2 separate regions of the Columba livia genome follow, and region 1 is linked to region 2. The links are chromatin contacts, called in public Hi-C maps. All regions are on one chromosome and are shown on one strand. The core of a region is the stretch at or near the end of the contact, and the rest is flanking DNA. Distances in the headings are between cores, read along the strand shown. Region 1 overlaps LEO1 (LEO1 homolog, Paf1/RNA polymerase II complex component). Region 2 has its middle 23 kb from the start of BCL2L10.

What was found. Hi-C and Micro-C count contacts between places; a contact is called where the count stands out from the background.
Region 1: a Hi-C map of liver shows a contact between it and region 2, with 5 times the contacts expected there. The contact joins two enhancer-like sites. A contact is called at or near these places in 2 of 2 Hi-C or Micro-C datasets (crop and liver).

What each region holds. Positions count from the first base shown.
Region 1 is chr11:1,166,907-1,172,600 of bColLiv1.pat.W.v2, reverse strand. It overlaps LEO1 (LEO1 homolog, Paf1/RNA polymerase II complex component), which reads left to right. Exons shown (of 13, transcript XR_010475317.1): 9 at 472-607; 10 at 904-1,090; 11 at 1,360-1,457; 12 at 3,510-3,692. MAPK6 (mitogen-activated protein kinase 6) reads left to right here and starts at 5,240. Exons shown (of 7, transcript XM_065076409.1): 1 at 5,240-5,374. Within about 2 kb of position 2,395, at least 1 of the 3 cell types and tissues checked has an H3K27ac peak away from gene starts, as active enhancers do.
Region 2 is chr11:1,057,721-1,063,123 of bColLiv1.pat.W.v2, reverse strand. It overlaps the pseudogene LOC102090015. Among named protein-coding and RNA genes, the nearest start is that of BCL2L10, 23 kb to the right of the region's middle. Within about 2 kb of position 3,888, at least 1 of the 3 cell types and tissues checked has an H3K27ac peak away from gene starts, as active enhancers do.

The sequences.
Region 1 (5,694 bases), core at 1,146-3,645, 110 kb before region 2:
CAATATTTCAATAAGATTTTTCCTAAATTAGGTGTCGCAGTTTGAAAGGACAGTGTGTCATTCACTGCAATATGTGGGCTACATGTATTTTTTTAATGTATGTTTTAATTTTCATTTTTAAGTGCAAGTCATCGTCTGAATGAGAGAGAATTTTAATGTTTGCTGAAATGAACCTTTCTGCTGATGCACAGTTGCCTCCAGATGATGATTTTGTCTTGGGATACTGGTGTGAAATGTGAGGGTGATTATTGAGGCTGTTAATGGACTGCAGATGGTTTGGCAAGAGCAGAATTGATGTCTCCAGTAGCTGCTACAATGCAGATCAATAAATAATTTTTAAAAGGATGATTTTTTTTTTTTACTTTTGTGCAGATTAATCTTTGAAATCTTGAGCATGCCGACCTGAACCGTTGTCCTTTAGAAACGGATGCATTCCTTCAAGTATCTAACGCAGCAGTAATTTTTTAACAGGCCGCACTCCACAGACAGCGCCACTCACAGGAAGATGACGCTGTCTCTGGCAGATAGATGTTCAAAGACCCAGAAGATCCGTATTTTACCAATGGCAGGTCGCGATCCCGAGTCTCAGCGCACAGAAATGATTAAGGTACCGTGACATGGAACTCTCCTATCTGCTGATTTAATCTGAAAAATTGCAACTGTAAGATAGTTGGATGTTTCTGAACATTTTATGACCTTAGGAAAAACAAGACGTATTTTGGAGTTACAGACAAGAGTTCTTAGCCATGGGTGCAGTTTGCGTAACCTTACGGATTGCAGAAAAATTGGAATATGAACAATCTTTACACTGCTGCAAAATTGTTTCAGAAGCTTTGGTAGAATACACGGTGCTCTTGAGTATTTTTTTCTCAGTCTTGATGTAGTGCTCCTTCCTTTGGGCAGAAAGAAGAGGAGAGGTTGAGAGCTTCCATTCGCAGAGAGTCTCAGCAGCGGAGAATGCGGGAGAAGCAGCATCAGCGCGGTCTGAGTGCAAATTATTTAGAACCTGATCGCTATGATGAAGAGGATGAGGGCGATGATGCAATCAGTCTAGCAGCCATCAAAAACAGATACAAAGGTGGCATCAGAGGTAATAGTAACACATAACAACACATAAGTAGGGCCTGTGTGATTCAGATGGATGAATTTCACAGCAGGGTTCCTGGTAAGATTGTATTCTGTCAGTTCATTTCATAAATGAGACATGAATTCAGTTGGCATAAACTTCGTTTGTTCAGTCTGGGGTTAGATTCCTCTGGCTTTTGTGGGACTAAATGTAAGAGAATTCTTTTTCATGTTCTGTCTTCCTCACTGATTTCAGATCCAGAGAAACATTAGTCTTTTCATTTTTCTCTGCAGAGGAACGTGCTAGAATCTACTCTTCTGACAGCGACGAGGGCTCAGATGAAGATAAAACACAAAGGCTGCTCAAGGCAAAGAAACTGACTAGTGACGAGGTAAGAAAAGGGGTTTGTTCTTAAGCTGTTCGTTTTCAGTCAGGAACGTTTCCTGCACTAAATCGAGTTTTTCAAACGGAGACTTTTGTGGTTTCATCTCTGTGATGAATGTATTGTTTGACTTGGCCTGCTTTCCGTGGTAATTAGTCACTGATTTTCTTATACGCTGCATTAGTTCATAGACCTGAGTGATTCCCGAAGGAGATCGGTATTGTTATTCCTGCTTTAAAGATGGCAGAATTTATGCAGAGTTATGTAAAGTGACTTTAACTAAAATTACGCAAGGAGTAAGAAGACTTAATATTGGAATCCTAGTGTAGTGTTGTCTCCTAAGACAAGTGGTCCTCTCCTGTTTATTATGGAAACAGCAAAAGAGTCTTTTTAAATAGAAGAGCTAAAAAGGTGAATGTCATTGCTAACCAGACGTTATCCATCACCCACGTAGCATCCTACACATTAGGCCATGATCAAGTTAGCCGTTAGCTACAGCAGAAGGGCTGTTTCCTCTTCTAAAGTTGTGGTTTATTGGTTTGTAATTCATCACTGCTGGGTGTAAGCAAATGAATTTTTGTGTGCATCAATTAATTTTTCTTTTAAAGACACAGATTCTGACCTTTTATTATCCATTGAGGAAAATGGAATGTTTTGGGAAGTGTGACAGTAATCCTGGAGGCGGAGTAATCCAGAGGCGTGTAGACAGAGCTGTGGTTTGTGATCTCTGCTGGTAGAAACTGAATTGTTTGTAAGACACTACTAGTTGTTAGTGATATAGCAAGGTCAGGACTTTGCAATCCCAGTCTCTTAGAAGAAAAGCTCGAGCTTTCTCTGCTGCTGGCGGAGCCGTAGCCTCCATTTTACAATGCCCGGACTTTCAGGTAGTATTCCCAGCAGGGCCACGCAGGGGTGCTGCAGGTTTAGGAAACCCCCAGCAGTGCACGGCTGGTACTCGCAGTCACCGCCTCCAAGTGTGGCGTTGGGATGTGCGTCCGCACACGTGAAACACGGACTTGTTGTACAGGGACCTGCTGGGATGTGCTGTCAGTCAACGACACAGCACAACCTTTGTCCTCATAACCATTTGCTGCCGTTACTGAAACATTGATCTGTTATTAACACACTTTATCAGCACGGGGCAAGTAGTTCTACTGTTGCTGTAGTTCATGGGGATATTCTGCTAAACAGGAAGATGAATCATGTAACAGTAGCCCAGCGAGATCACAAGAGAGTGCTTGTTTTGGGGAAGAAGCTGTCATTGAGATTCCCTCCCCTGCTAACTTCTGTTGTCCATGCTTAAAATTCCTTCCTGACAGAGATTCTTACTGTACTAACCTAATACGTTACTGTAGAAGAAAATGCTCGAATAAAAAAGTTATTCATTGCAGTTCTGATACTCTAATAATTCATTACAGTCCTGAAACTTGATCTTGCTTGCTTCTTCAAATCCAAGTAATGCGTGTTGCTTTAAAAACCAAAACCAACAAATGGAAAAAGGGATGAGGTTTCTTAGACCCGAGGATATTTTTAAAGATACTCTTCTTTTTAAACAATAATTGAGTTACCGCTTGTTTTTCATGTCAAAATTGGTGAGTTTTGAATTAACAACTAGTGATTTGTAGTTTGATTAAATGCTTTTGTAGCATTCTGATTTAAAATGTTGTTTGGAAGGATGAGTTAAACCGAACCGGTATAAATGCACACGGAATAAAAATCAACCTGTTGACTCTCTCTTTCGGTGCTAAAAATTGAGCATCCAACCTATGGAAGTCATTATGTTATTGCTTGCAAACAGGTAGTTACCTCAATGATCCGAGTTCCTTTGACCAGCTCTTTGACGCCTCCTGAGCTGCTGGACTTGGGCTGTAAACCGTGTGCTGGCTGAACTCGAAGAACCGATGCACAAGCGATCCTGCAGCACGGAATGGAGAAAGCAGAGCCAATAGTTGTGCTTTTCTCCCAAGAAAGAATCTGAGATCTTTTTGTTGTTCTTCCGAGTTTATTTTAGATTGAAGTATCTTGAGGTTCTTTATTTTGCCTTTTTTTTTTTGCCTTTAGGAAGGTGAACCTTCTGGGAAGAGAAAAGCAGAGGATGATGACAAAGCAAGTAAGAAGCATAAAAAATATGTGATCAGCGATGAAGAGGAAGAAGATGACGATTAGTATTGAGGAAGAACAAAAGTTGATTTCTTTTTTATATATATATTTATATATATTGTACAGTTCTCTTACAACAAAGATGTAAGTAACCATAATTGGGTTATTTTGATAAATGAAAATTCCCCTGAAGTCGGTGGTTTTGGTGTGAATAAAGATTTTTGACTTCCCTTTGTTTTTTCAGATTTTCTCCTGTTGCAGTAGCTGTTGCCCCCTGGATCATCACAGTGCCATGCTTTTAATCTTACACAGTACATTTCAGTTTCGTGAATTGGTGTAACTGGTTATCCAAGTGAATTCATCAGTGGTTTTCACTGGGTTCATTAGGAGAAACCGTTCTAATCTTTCTAGAACGCTTAGAGGCTGAGTTTGCCTGACGGTGTGGCGATGCAGCTCGCCCTTTGTGTGGAAGGGCTGGAAGAATATGTGAGCGCTCCAGTACAGTTCTTTTTTCCTACATGTTCCTTGTTTCCTGTGGACAGTCCATTACTATGCTGGTGTATTTTCATGGCTGAAAATACTGCTTTGTATTTGAGTAAACTGAGAATCCTGCGGTTGGAATAGTTAAGCGATCATGTAAGACATTTATTTTTCATGCATCGAAGCCCAGAACAAAAATGTGTGTGTTGCCTGAGCGTTAATCATAAGAATGACAGGCACATGCTGATGGAAATGGGAGTAAAAGCACTTACTTAAACAAAACCACGAAATTTCTACCAGCAGAGATGGAAGCTTCCTTTAAATGAACCACAATGCAAAAATATATCCTAACAATAGTGTCTCATAATTTCATATAATCCCTCTGGTGCAATTTCCTATTGATCCTGGTTGGTTTGATAAGTAGGTTTGTGTAGCTGGAAGGTCACTGGAGGAGAATGTTCTGGACAGAATCTTTGCTGCTTTTAGACTGTTTTAAACACCTTCTGTGAGGGTGCAGTACCAGTTGCAATGTGTGGAAAGGCTGGAAGAAATACCTGAACCTTTCCACACTTCTTTCAAGAGGAAATATCCCGTATGTGGTTTCTCCCCTTGGTGAGGGAACATTCAGGTGGTGTCTGTGTTGCTTTTTTAACAGGCTTTGCACACAGTCCTGCAGATTTTCTAAAGGAAAGAAACCAGAACTAGCTTAATGCCTCTTTAGACAAAACCATTGGCCACCATTGGTCAATGCCTCTTTAGACAAGACCATATCCACCATTGCTGTGGATAGTTTATGATGTGGATTCGTGTAATGCAAGATGAAATAAAGTAGCTGACAGTTGTGTAACAAGGACTGTTACCCGGTGCAAGTGCTCCACAGTGCGCACTTTGCTCTCCTGACATTCCCTGGTTTTTGAGATAGAGCTTTCGACCTGGACGTCATGCCGTTGTCACCTTTAGTCAGGCCAGTAGTTTGTGCATCTCTCCTGCAAGTATGAAAGCAAAGTGCAAAATTCCATCTCTGATGTCTGAGTGTGTGAGAAACTGTTCTTTTTTTTTTCCCTCTAATTAAATTGTTACCTAAGAGTTCCTGCGCCTCGTTAATGTGTAGATAAAACCTTTCTCCATCTGCTGGAATTCTCTCCCTGTGATCCTTAGTTTAGCCGTGTGCTGGCAGGCGGGCTCTGACGCGCGTTCCCTGCCGTGCGCGAGCGGCCGGGGGGCAGCCGGAGCTCAGACAGGGACCCGTCCTGCCCGGGGTGACGTGCTGTACCTTCACCTGAAAGCCTGCCAGGTGCCTCCTAAACAACACATCTGGCACATGGAAACCCAGCACCATTTCACTGGTAATGCGTTTGCTTTTATGTCACTTTAACTGAAGTGTTGGGTATTTTTATTTTTACTAAACCCCTAAGAGTGCAAGTGTTTTAATCACTTTCATAGGTCTGATGCTGACTAAACCTTTACTAATAAGCCGTCTGCTTTAGCTTCCAAAAGTGGATTACAAAGATGAAAAGAAGCCATTTTTTACACTGTCTTCTTTTGTAAATTGCTCTTTCAAAGTCTTATTTAAATGTGGAATTTTGGAAAGTGTTTCCTCAGCTCAAATTACTTTAGCAATCATCTTGTAATTAAAGTCACTTGAATGAACTTAGCCTTATCCACA
Region 2 (5,403 bases), core at 2,639-5,138:
CTCTGCCATCCCCACCCAGCAGGCTGCCCGGTCCAGCGCCGCTCTGCACCAGCTCTCTGCCAGGCTGTGTCCTGTGCCCTGTGTCCTGCCCCAAGCCAGGGCACCCCCTGCTCTACCTCTAGCTCTTCTGCCCCTCACTCCTCCCAGGCACAGCAAATATTTCCTAAATTATTTCAGTTGCACACGTTATTAGGATATTATCTGGTATGAAAGCATAAGCAGAGTAACTAATGGGATGCAAGATGTGCGTATATGAAAACTCATTTACAAATGAGATAAATTTGAAAATTGTGTACTTTTCAGAAGAAGGTATTTTCTTTCCATTTCTCCATTATGTATTTTAAAGCTGAATCACATGAGATTTTTAAGTATTAATCTTTTAAAAGCCATTCCTGACCTGGCATCAAACCCATCCTGCTACCTCTTCAACAAATCTAGATTTCACTGTGGAGCAACCTAAACAAGAACGGGAGCAGCTTCAGGGCTGAGAAAACTCTTGTATAAATTGAGATTGTTGTATTAAGCAGCTGGATCTTCCTGTTCTCCTCAGGCCTCTTCTACAGTGCAAAGTGTCCTACCACCACAATGCAAGTGGAACTCTTGGGCCGGACTTTCACGGCGGGTTGATGTTCCCTCCCCAAAAAGGGCCAACGAAGGGCAGGTGCGCAGCGGCTGCGGGCGCCCCGGCGAGTGCAGCGCCCGCACAGCCGAGCAGAGCCAGAGCTCGGCCTGCCTGGGGCTGGGAGAAGCAGCAGCGGTGCTGTGACAGCGCGCGGGGCTGTGACAGCGCGACAGTGCCACCCGCTGGGCGCGGGGGGAACGGGCACCCTGCGGCCCCGGCGCTGCGGGGGACACGCACAGACCCGCAGCGGCACCGCCCCCGCTGCACTCCCGCCTCCAACGCTTAAACATTGCCATTTGAAATATATTTTAAATTATATATTTGTATGCGTGCATATATAAATTGGATACACATGTTCATTATATACATCTCACACATGTACACAAGTATATGTGGGTATAAATACACATACATGTGCATGCTTATGTACAGCATTTATATACACGTTTTTATATATATATATATACACACATTTTATTTGTGTATACATGCATGTCTACGCATAGAATTTATATACATATACACATATGTTTACGAGTGGATATCTATATAAATTACATGTGCACGTGTATATACATTGCTTCTCCACGCAGTTCATACTATTTACTTCACCTCTCCAGGAGACACAGGCTGGACACTGGCTCCTGCGCCCGCAGCAGATGCACGGGGGGACCCTGCGCCCGGGGAGGGAGCAACGGAGACAGGAGGCGGGGATGGAGACAGGAGGCGGGCATGGAGACAGGAGGCGGGCATGGAGACAGGAGGCAGTTGCCGCATCCCACAGGAAGGCTGTTTTGGGACCTGATCCCCAGGGGTCTGGTTCACACCCATGCCCAGGCAGCTTTGCCAGGAGCAGAGGTTTTTAAAGCCTTGTAATACAGACACGCAGCTGCTACTTCTGCTGGCTGTGCAATACCAAACAAAATACTCTCCTCGTTTAGCTATTCTCTGATGTCAACTAGAAGTGAGCTAACATAGGTGACAGGTGGGAAAGGAAACATGAGCCGCAGTGATCGGCCCAGTGTTCACTTAGAAACACTAATTGTACCAGGGCAGCACTGGTTCGTTCCTGCCCTGTGTGTCTACACATTCCTAATCAGGAGCCTCAAACAGCCCAGCCCCTGAAACCATGTTCAGCTTCCCTTCACCCGCCATGACAAAACACATGCTTTAAAGTACAAAGCTCAGCAGAACATCAAGACCAGCCATTAGCAATGGCGTTTCCTACAGCCAGCCTCCAACAATATCAAGTTTCTGCCATTATCTCGTGTCCAGAAAGTCTAAATTTAGGCTCCCTTGTGAAGTGTTTCCTTTAGAAGCAGAAGATCCCTGCACCTGATGTAAAATACTTGTGTCCCACACTCAACTTTTAGCACTTATTTCAGATAATCTGAACAGTACTGAATATTTACGGAGTAAGAGGGGAGGAAACATTTTTCCTTACTTTTTGCGTTTGGCATTGCCAAAGCACTTTCATGTCCTGATTTTCAGTGTCACTTGATTGCTGGTGCAAGATGCACCATATGATCCCAGTGTGTGACACAGCGAGATCAAGAACAAGCAGCGGTGGCACTTCGTGTCCCATCACTGGAAGCAGCGGCAGAGGAAGGAGAAACTGGCCAACAAGGGGAAGCGGAGGAAGGAGCGGGAAGCCCTGGGAGACAAGGCACCTCCAAAAGCCATACCAAAGACTATGGGAAACCAGAGAGTGTACAACGAAACAACCGTAGATCCCAATGAAGAAGAGGTTGCTTTTGATGAAGCAGCTGATGAATTTGCACCGTACTTCAACAGACAGACAGTTCCCAAGATTCTTATTACAACATCAGACAGACCTCGCGGGAGAACAGTGAGATTTTGTGAACAACTGCAATACCTCACTCACATGTCTGCTATGGAAGAGGACTGGCTTTGAAAAGAATGATTCCACAGTGTATAGCAAGGGACTTCATTGGTTTAATCGTTATTACCGAAGATCGCAAAATACCAAATGGTCTTAAGTTATCTGCCTGATGGTCCAACTGCTCATTTTGGAATGCGTAGTGTCCGTTTGCATAAAGAAATAGAGCGAAAAGGGAAGGAGCCCACAGAACACACACCTGAAGTAATCCTGAATAATTTTACAACACGACTGGGCCATCCCGTTGGTCGCATGCTTGCCTGTCTCTTCCCACACAGTCCTCAGTTCATTGGAAGACAAGTAGCCACATATCACAACCAGCGAGGCTACATCTTTTCACATTCCACAGATGTATCTTCAAAAGTGAAAAGAAAGCGGGAATTCAAGAACTTGGGGCACGTTTTACATTAAAGCTGAGGTCTCTTCAAAAAGGAACCTTTGATTCTAAATTTGGAGAATATGAATGGCTTCATAAGTGCTGAGAAATGGATACAAGTAGAAGAAAATGTGAAGCGTTTGGAGGCAGGAGCCGCGGCCCCGCGCTGGCCCTGGACACGGAGCCCGTGCAGTGGCACCGGGCTGGACGCGGGTGACCCTGCAGCACACCGCGCGTGTACACACAGCGCAGCTGCAACTTGGGGCTGCAGTTTGTTACGGCACCTCGTGAAAGCCCTGATTTCTTGTGCACGTTACCTGGCTTCCCTCTCCCCAGCAGCAACCCGCTGCTGCAGACCCCCCAGCAGCGGCTCCCCCAGGAGCGCTGCGGGTGCTGGAGAACGCTGAGCTCTGGCTGGGGTCTCGTACAGCCAAAGATGGTTTCTAAGCTCTAGTGAAAGAAACCCACAGTTCTCCCCACAATTTTGCACATGCCATCCTCCACCTCAGCCATCCCATAGCCCAGCAGCACACAAAAGCGGTCTGTCGTGAGGATTGGTGTGGTAAATTGCACAGTGGCTCCAGCCTGTGTCTCATACAGGTTTAATAGCCTTCAGGATTTGGAATACGTATGATTTTAAACAGCAGCTTTCCTCCTGGAAAATACCCAGAGCTTCCCTTCTGGCTGGCCCTGCGCATTCACCTGCACTGTTGTCCCACCACAGAGATAAGGGCTGGGACAGGAGGAGCTATGGGGGACAGGAGGCGCTATGGGGGACAGGAGGCGCTATGGGGGACAGGAGGCGCTATCGGAGTGAAGCACAGGCACTGGCAGTGGGGAGATAGTGGGTACCCTGCTCTCATCACCCCACTGGGACAGGGTGACCCTGAGAGGGTGCTGGTCACCTGATCGGACCAGCGTGGAGTGGTGGGGATGGGCTTCACAGCCAGCTCAGCCGTGCCCCTGCTCAGCAGGGCTTCGGTGGCAGCCCCAGCCCCCTGCTCTTTGGGAGCAGCCCAGCGCCAGCTGCCTGACACGCTCAGCTTTACCGAGCACATCTGCACACGGAAAGGCCATGTCAGCCCTCGGCAAAAAGCCACGTCACGGCCAGTAGGTAAGGCAGCAAGCATCCTGCCTGCAGTGGTTACCAACTGCTTTCACAGGCCAAGGAGTCTGCAATGAGAAAAAACAAATCCCAAAGCAGCAAACCGAAGGTCTCTGAGCAATAACTGTGTGCCCCACAGGAGCGCTCAGCAGACCGGACGTGCTGGAGACGCTGTGCAGAGCTGTGCTGGTTTCGCTCTGATCAGATGAGGATGAGGCTGGTTTTTGCAACTGGTGATAACAGCATTTTGCAAGCACGACGAAAATGTGTGGTAAACCCCAGGCGGACCGGAGCAGCCTGTGCGCACAAACCATGCAACACGGGTTTTCAGCAGAGTCAGGCTGAGGGCTTTAACCCCGCCGTGCCTGTCCCCTGCAGCACGGGGACAGCCCTGCCGCCCGCGCCTGCCCTCAGACACCTCCTGGGTTTCGGCTGCGCTGCCTCGTGGTGACCCGGTGTGGGTGGCCCTGGTGCCACGGGGACAGGGAAACCCCACCGCTGGGGGCTGAGCACGGCAAAGCGAAGGGCACACTCGCTCGCTGGGGAACAGCCTCGCCAGCCGCTGCCCAATGCCTTGCAGCGGGCGAGCAAAAGAGTCGAAAACAGTGTCCTTACTGCCTGTGAACTGCTTTGTATCGGTAAAATCATTACAGCAGCGTAGCCAACTGCTCAGTTGTCCCACTAGTTTGCTTTCTGCTCAGAACACCGCGACACTGAAGTATCCTTCGCACCTACTGCTCGTTCCTAAAATACACATTATACCTGGATTAATTGAGGACGTCTGCGCTGGCATGGGGAGCGGCTGTGCACCCTGCCCTCGGTCCAGCTGCTGAGGGACTCATCTGAAAGAAAAGATGCCAGCATTTGAAAGAACAAACAGGATAAAGCCAAAGGCGAGTCACCATGACCCAGAGCCCAGGCACATGCTGATTAGCTCAGTTCCCCTCCCTTAAATGGTTTATTTCTGCTAATCAAGAAAGGTTGACAGAAAACAGATCTGGTCGCAGTAACTTGCTGCGGTGCTGATACAGGATGCGTGCAGGCTGGTAACACCTCTTATTGGTGTCGCATTTTGACTGAGAACTAGAATAATCTAAAGGGTAATGTAGCACTTTGTGGCAAAACTGGTCAACCCATGGGTTTGAAAACAAGTTCTAAGTCATGAACCAGCATCAAGTATACACTTTGTCAGAGAATAATTTTCCTCTTTCCTCTTCAAAATGTCACATTTTTAATCAATAACCTGGCCAAAACCAGCACAATTAACACAGAATCAAGATCCTGTCTCCAGAGCTGGGCTCACCGGACACACAGTAAGTGTTTTGTTACAGACAAATCTGAAAATCACAGCCAAAGATGCGACAGACTCAGGGACGTGACATGGCAGTTGGACCCATCCT